2 separate regions of the Mus musculus genome follow, and region 2 is linked to region 1. A link is a contact called in public Hi-C data. All regions are on one chromosome and are shown on one strand. Each heading gives the region's core, a stretch centred on a gene start, on an enhancer-like site or on the middle of the called end of the contact. The rest is flanking DNA. Distances are from core to core; before and after follow the strand shown.

Evidence for each region. Hi-C and Micro-C count contacts between places; a contact is called where the count stands out from the background.
Region 2: a contact with region 1 is called in a Hi-C map of bone marrow-derived macrophages, with 65 read pairs. The contact joins the enhancer-like site here to the promoter of Cby3 in region 1. A contact is called at or near these places in 20 of 39 promoter capture datasets (the 3T3-L1 cell line, the C10 cell line, the HPC-7 cell line and 12 more), 4 of 15 datasets of contacts at CTCF or cohesin (CD8 T cells, the G1E-ER4 cell line, large pre-B cells and 1 more), 72 of 484 Hi-C or Micro-C datasets (the AML12 cell line, B cells, the BV-2 cell line and 42 more), 11 of 115 datasets of contacts at active chromatin or transcription factors (the HPC-7 cell line, astrocytes, bone marrow-derived dendritic cells and 6 more) and 4 of 9 other capture datasets (adipose tissue, embryonic stem cells, liver and 1 more).

The regions. Positions count from the first base shown.
Region 1 is chr11:50,356,487-50,359,032 of GRCm38.p6, reverse strand. It overlaps Cby3 (chibby family member 3), which reads right to left and starts at 1,272. Exons shown (of 2, transcript NM_029691.1): 1 at 1,230-1,272. It overlaps Mir804 (microRNA 804), which reads left to right and starts at 1,154; the gene lies at 1,154-1,248.
Region 2 is chr11:50,274,773-50,277,318 of GRCm38.p6, reverse strand. All of the region lies in intron 1 of Maml1 (mastermind like transcriptional coactivator 1), which reads left to right. Among named protein-coding and RNA genes, the nearest start is that of Maml1, 16 kb to the left of the region's middle. Within about 2 kb of position 1,273, at least 144 of the 459 cell types and tissues checked have an H3K27ac peak or open chromatin away from gene starts, as enhancers often do. A contact at or near this core is called in the AML12 cell line, B cells, the BV-2 cell line and 18 more, where this site is marked.

The DNA of each region.
Region 1 (2,546 bases), core at 23-2,522:
GCAAATGGCCTGTGAGCGGCCTGCTCAGGCTAGACTCTGCAGTTGTAGGCTAGTAGGGGAGCCCATTCCTGCATAGTCACACCAGCCGTGTTCACCAAAATTACCTCCCCGGGACCCTTTATCTAGGATGTAGGTGTGTAAGAGATAATGTAGGGCTGGGCAGTGATGGCACATGCCTTTAATCCCAGCACTTGGGAGGCAGAAGCAGGTGGATTTCTGAGTTCGAGGCCAGCCTGGTCTACAAAGTGAGTTCCAGGACAGCTAGGGCTACACAGAGAAACCCTATCTCGAAAAACAAACAAAAAAAGAGATAATGTAAAGGCCCAGAAACCACGTTCTCTGAAATGCTGGAAGAGACCACAGGTAGGGGGCCACAAGTAGAGATCAGTAGCCAAGCAAGTAGGACAGGCCTTTTCTTGCTGACAGCTGTGAGGCAAAGGGCTGTCATGTTCCAGATGCATGAAAGAGCCGACAAATAGGATTGGTTCCGAGAATAGCAGAAACGTAGGCTAGAAAGGTGAGCCAGAGGGCATTTTTCGGTACAGTACAGGGAAATTGAACATTGTGGTTGTCATTCTTTAAGGGAGGCTGCTGATGGCTGCAAAGTCAGGGTTAGTGTGAACTCGGCAGAGCATCTGTCTGGTGAGATGTCTAGCACATTCTAGCACTGGCACCTGCTCCATGCCAGGTCTGGCCTGCACAGAGGATACCACAAGCACAGCCTTTGTCTATCCTCAAGATGTTCCTGGTCCAGCTGGAAAGGCGTGTATTAACATCCAGTGTAATCAATGACATCATAGGACAGACAGGTAGGTGCCTTAGCCTAGACCCATACTTAGCTTTCAAGTAACTAGAATGCTGCACACTAGAGTTAACTTTTGTTCCTAGCCAACTACTGATAGGAATCTAAAGCCCAGATAACTACCAGAACCCATCTTACTTGCTTCCTAACTCTTCTCACAACACCTATAAAGTGCTGATTCTACAGTGTGGTTTTTCAAATACCTCTCCTGCCATCGAGGGCAGGAGTGAAAACTGCTGTCGGGTTTCCTTTGCCACACCTTCATTAAACCCAACAGAATTGTGCAGGTGGGCAGAGACAGGTGTTCTCCCCCACCCCCTGATTTAACTCATGGAGCGAGTCTCTGGAAGTCCCTACACATCCATCTTTGAGGTTACAACTTCCCCAGTAGACTGTTTCCTGACATTCCTTGTGAGTTGTTCCTCACCTGGAAGATGTGGTGGCGGTGCCCAAGCTGCTGTCCCAGGCCTGGCCCCATTTCTGGGTTATGGCACCCACCTGTCTGCCAGCTGTGACTCACAATGCCTCCCTGCCAGGCCTCCTAGGGTAGAGGTGGTGTAGACAGTGAAGTGTGTTCAGTTACGGGAAGTTTCCGGAGCATTGACTGTGCTCCAGGCACTGTTCTGGGGGAGGGAAGACGTTCAATCATAAAATCGCACCCCTCATTTTGTTTAAATCTTTGTTTTGATTTAGGTCCTTTTGAGACAGGATAGCCCAGGTTACCCTGTAGCCCAGGCTAGTAAGAATCCTCCTGAGCCAGTCAGTGGCAGCAGGTGGGTTTCAAGAGTTCGAGGCCAGCCTGGTTCAAGGCTGCCAGGGCTACACAGAGAAACCCTATCTGGAAAAACAAAACAAAACAACAACAAAGGGATCTGCCTGCTTCCTGCCTTAGCCTTCCAGCCGGATTATAATCATATGTTTCTGGCTTCTATGTGGAAGGTGGGAGTATGGGTAGTGTGACCTCTGGCCAAAAGCTAACCTCCAGTATCTTCTTGATCACTCTTCACCTTACTTGTTTGTTTACTTATTATAAACATAAAGGCAGGGTATCTTTATGGAGTCCTGGCTATCCTGGAACTAGCTCTGTAGACCAGGCTGGCCTCAGACTCACAGAGATCCACTTGCTCTGCCTTAGAGTGCTGAGATCAAAAGTGCACCAACCTGCCTGGTCTTCCACCCTATTTTTTGAGTCAGAGTCTCACTGAACCTGGAGTTAGCAGAGTCAAAAGGCCAGCTGGCCAAAAAGCTGTAGGGATCTTCTACCCCCACCTTTGCCAGGGAAGTGTCTTCTTGGAGTTGTAGTGACATCAAAGGTGAGAGAGAGCTCCCAGAGATGCACTCTGTGAACAAGGTGGGAGTTGGGTACCACTCGACTTCTGGCCAGCTATGAAAGTCATGTGTTGTATTAATGAAGATAGGGCAGAGGGATCTTACTCATTCTGTCTCTCCCTTAAGTTCCAGACAGACATTGCTGTACCCTGCAGATTGTGTGTGTCAGTGTCCCGTGTCAGCACTGGGGTTAGAGATGCAGGCTGCCACACTCACTCAATCCCATGAGAACTGGGGTTCTGCACTCAGGGTCTCAGGCTTGTGCAGCAGGCCCCTCCCTCACTGAGCCATCTCAGGCCCCTTACTTGGGTTTTTGGAGACCTGATCTCACTTTGTTAGCCTAAGCTGGCTCAAATCTCCTAGGCCTAAGTGATCCTCCTCCCATCTTAGTCTCCTGAGCAGCTCCAGCCTATAG
Region 2 (2,546 bases), core at 24-2,523, 82 kb after region 1:
GCTGCTCTTCAAAGGATCCAAGTTCAATTCCCAGCAACCACATGGTTCTTCACAACTACTTTTCCAGATCCATGTGATCTGATGCCCTCTTCTGGCCCCTATGGGACTGCATGCTTGTGATGCACAGACATACATACAGGCAAACATTCATACTCAGGGTGTGGTGCATGCCTTTAATCTGTGAGTTCCAGGCCAGCCTGGTATACAAACTGAGTTCCAGGACAGCCAGGGAGGGCTCCATTACATAGAGAAATCTTGTCTTGAAAAATAAAATTAAATAAATAAATAAAGTAAATAAGGTTGAAAAGAGAATCAGACATGGTACAGAAGCAGGAGGATTAAGGCCAGCCTGGGCTATAAAGCAAGACTGTGTATCAAAAACAAAACAAAAGAACATGTACTGTTCTTAGAACCTGGGTTTGGTTTGTAGCTCCCATACCAGGCAGCTCACAAGCACCTATGACTCCAGCTTCAGGCAATCCAACATATTCATTCATGTTCGCACATAAATAGAAATAAAAAATTCTTAAAAATAAAAAGAGGAAAATCCAAGGGGAAAAAGTTGGCAAGGAAAAAGTGGATAAGGATATATCGCCAAGTTTGACAACCTGAGTTCAGTTTCCAGGGCCCACATGGTGGGAAAGAGCTATTGGACTCTCCCCCAAGTTGTCCACACACATGCCTTGCTACATGCACACACAATCCCACAAACACATAAACAAATGTAAAAAAACAATTTTTTTAAGGAAGAAAAGGAGGCAGGCATGGTGGTACATACTTTTTAATTCCAGTACCCAGAAGGCAGAGGCAGAAGCAGAGGCAGATGGATCTCTTGAGTTTGAGGAGTCTGGTCTACAGAGCAAGTTCCAGTACAACCAGGGCTACACAGAGAAACCCTATCTCAAAAAACTGGGGCATTGGGGGATGGGTGGGTAGGTGGGTGGGTGGGTGGTGGAATTTGGAGGACCACTGCAGACGTCCCAATATCAGAATAATAGAAATTACAGTAGGAAAATAAAGTGGGAAATTACCTATATAACTTAATTTTGACAGCTGCAGGGAATGATCTGTCATTAAAGGGTGTGCCTGTGCCCAGACTTAGGTTAGTAAAATAGAGCCATGTCAGTCATGCCATCTCAAAGTTCTGGAAAGAGGGTCCCTTGTGACCCACACCAGCAGTAGAAAACAGGAAGACAGCTGAACAGAGCTTCAGAGTCCTGAGGGGATCTAGGGCAATGGTAAGTGAGGAAGTATGAGCTGGGCATGTGGGAGGAGCTGAATTTGCTTCCCTAGCACACAGTCCATGCTGGGTGAGCGTGGGGGCTCACTGTGGAGCAGAGACAGATGGGCGAGGGCACTTAGCTGGACTTGTCAGAGTACTGAAGTCTGGAGTCACCTGAGAGACCCTGGCTCAGTGGATAAGGTGGTCAGTGATTGAGAAAGATACCTGAATTCAACCTCAGGCCTCTACACACACACACACACACACACACCCCACCCCCACATGCTGCATGTGTGTGGGTCAGAAGGCACTTCCAGGGTTCTGGGGAATAACCTCAGGTTGTTAGGCTTGGAAGCAGGCATATTTACTCACTGAATCATCTAGCTGCCCCTCCCTCGGTTTTAAATAAGAGCTTTAGTGTGATAGTAGTCACATGCTGCCTCATTCTCCCATTTTAGATACCTAGTTCAGTGGGCATGCTAGTCTATTCATAGAGTTGAGCAGTTGTACGTCACTTACAGAACGTGTTCCTAGTAAGAAATGCTACATCTCCTTCAGCTCTTCCTCTCTTCTACAGCCCCCCTCCTCCTCCTCCTCCTTCCTTCCTTCTCCTTTCAGTCCCTGGCAACCACTCAGTCTGTCTACCTTTCAAACTGAGTTTGAGAAGGAATTAGCTCTCCATGCTCACCCTTTATGCCTCCTCACCTGGTAACTTCTGCTTAGGGAATTTAACCAGGGACCCTCTAATTGCTGGTCTGCTGCTCATGTACAGTGCTTACCTTTCTGTTGTATTTGGCCTGCCTTTCTCCTTTATGCTCTGTTTTCTTCTGTCCTCTTGCTTGCTTCCCTTTTCCTGAGTGATAAGGTGTGCTATTAATGTTCCAGCCATGTCCTGCTAATGTCTCTCTCCACAGCACACAGTCAGTATCACTCACTGTTCCTAGATATGACGTGGGAATCCCACAGCCATTTCTTCATGGGTGAGATGAAACTCACCTTGTTCCTCATCGAGGAGGAAGAGGAAGAAGATGATAAAAAGGCATTCGAACTTGCTAGAAAGCCCTACTTCTTTTAAGTAAACTAAACCTTCCAAGTTGTCTTCAGCCTAACTAAAATAGTTCCTTCCCCACTCATAAGGCCTTCTCATCTTTCAGACATTAGTTACACTACTTCAGGATCTGAGAATGTGTCTCTGTTGGTTGAGTCACCCTCAGCTAAAAGAACTTCAAGGCCAGCCTGGGCTACATGAGCTAGTTTAAAAGAGAAAGGGGAGAGACTGCTGGACAGAGTGGCCTTTCCATACTACTTTTGTAGTTTCCTCTTA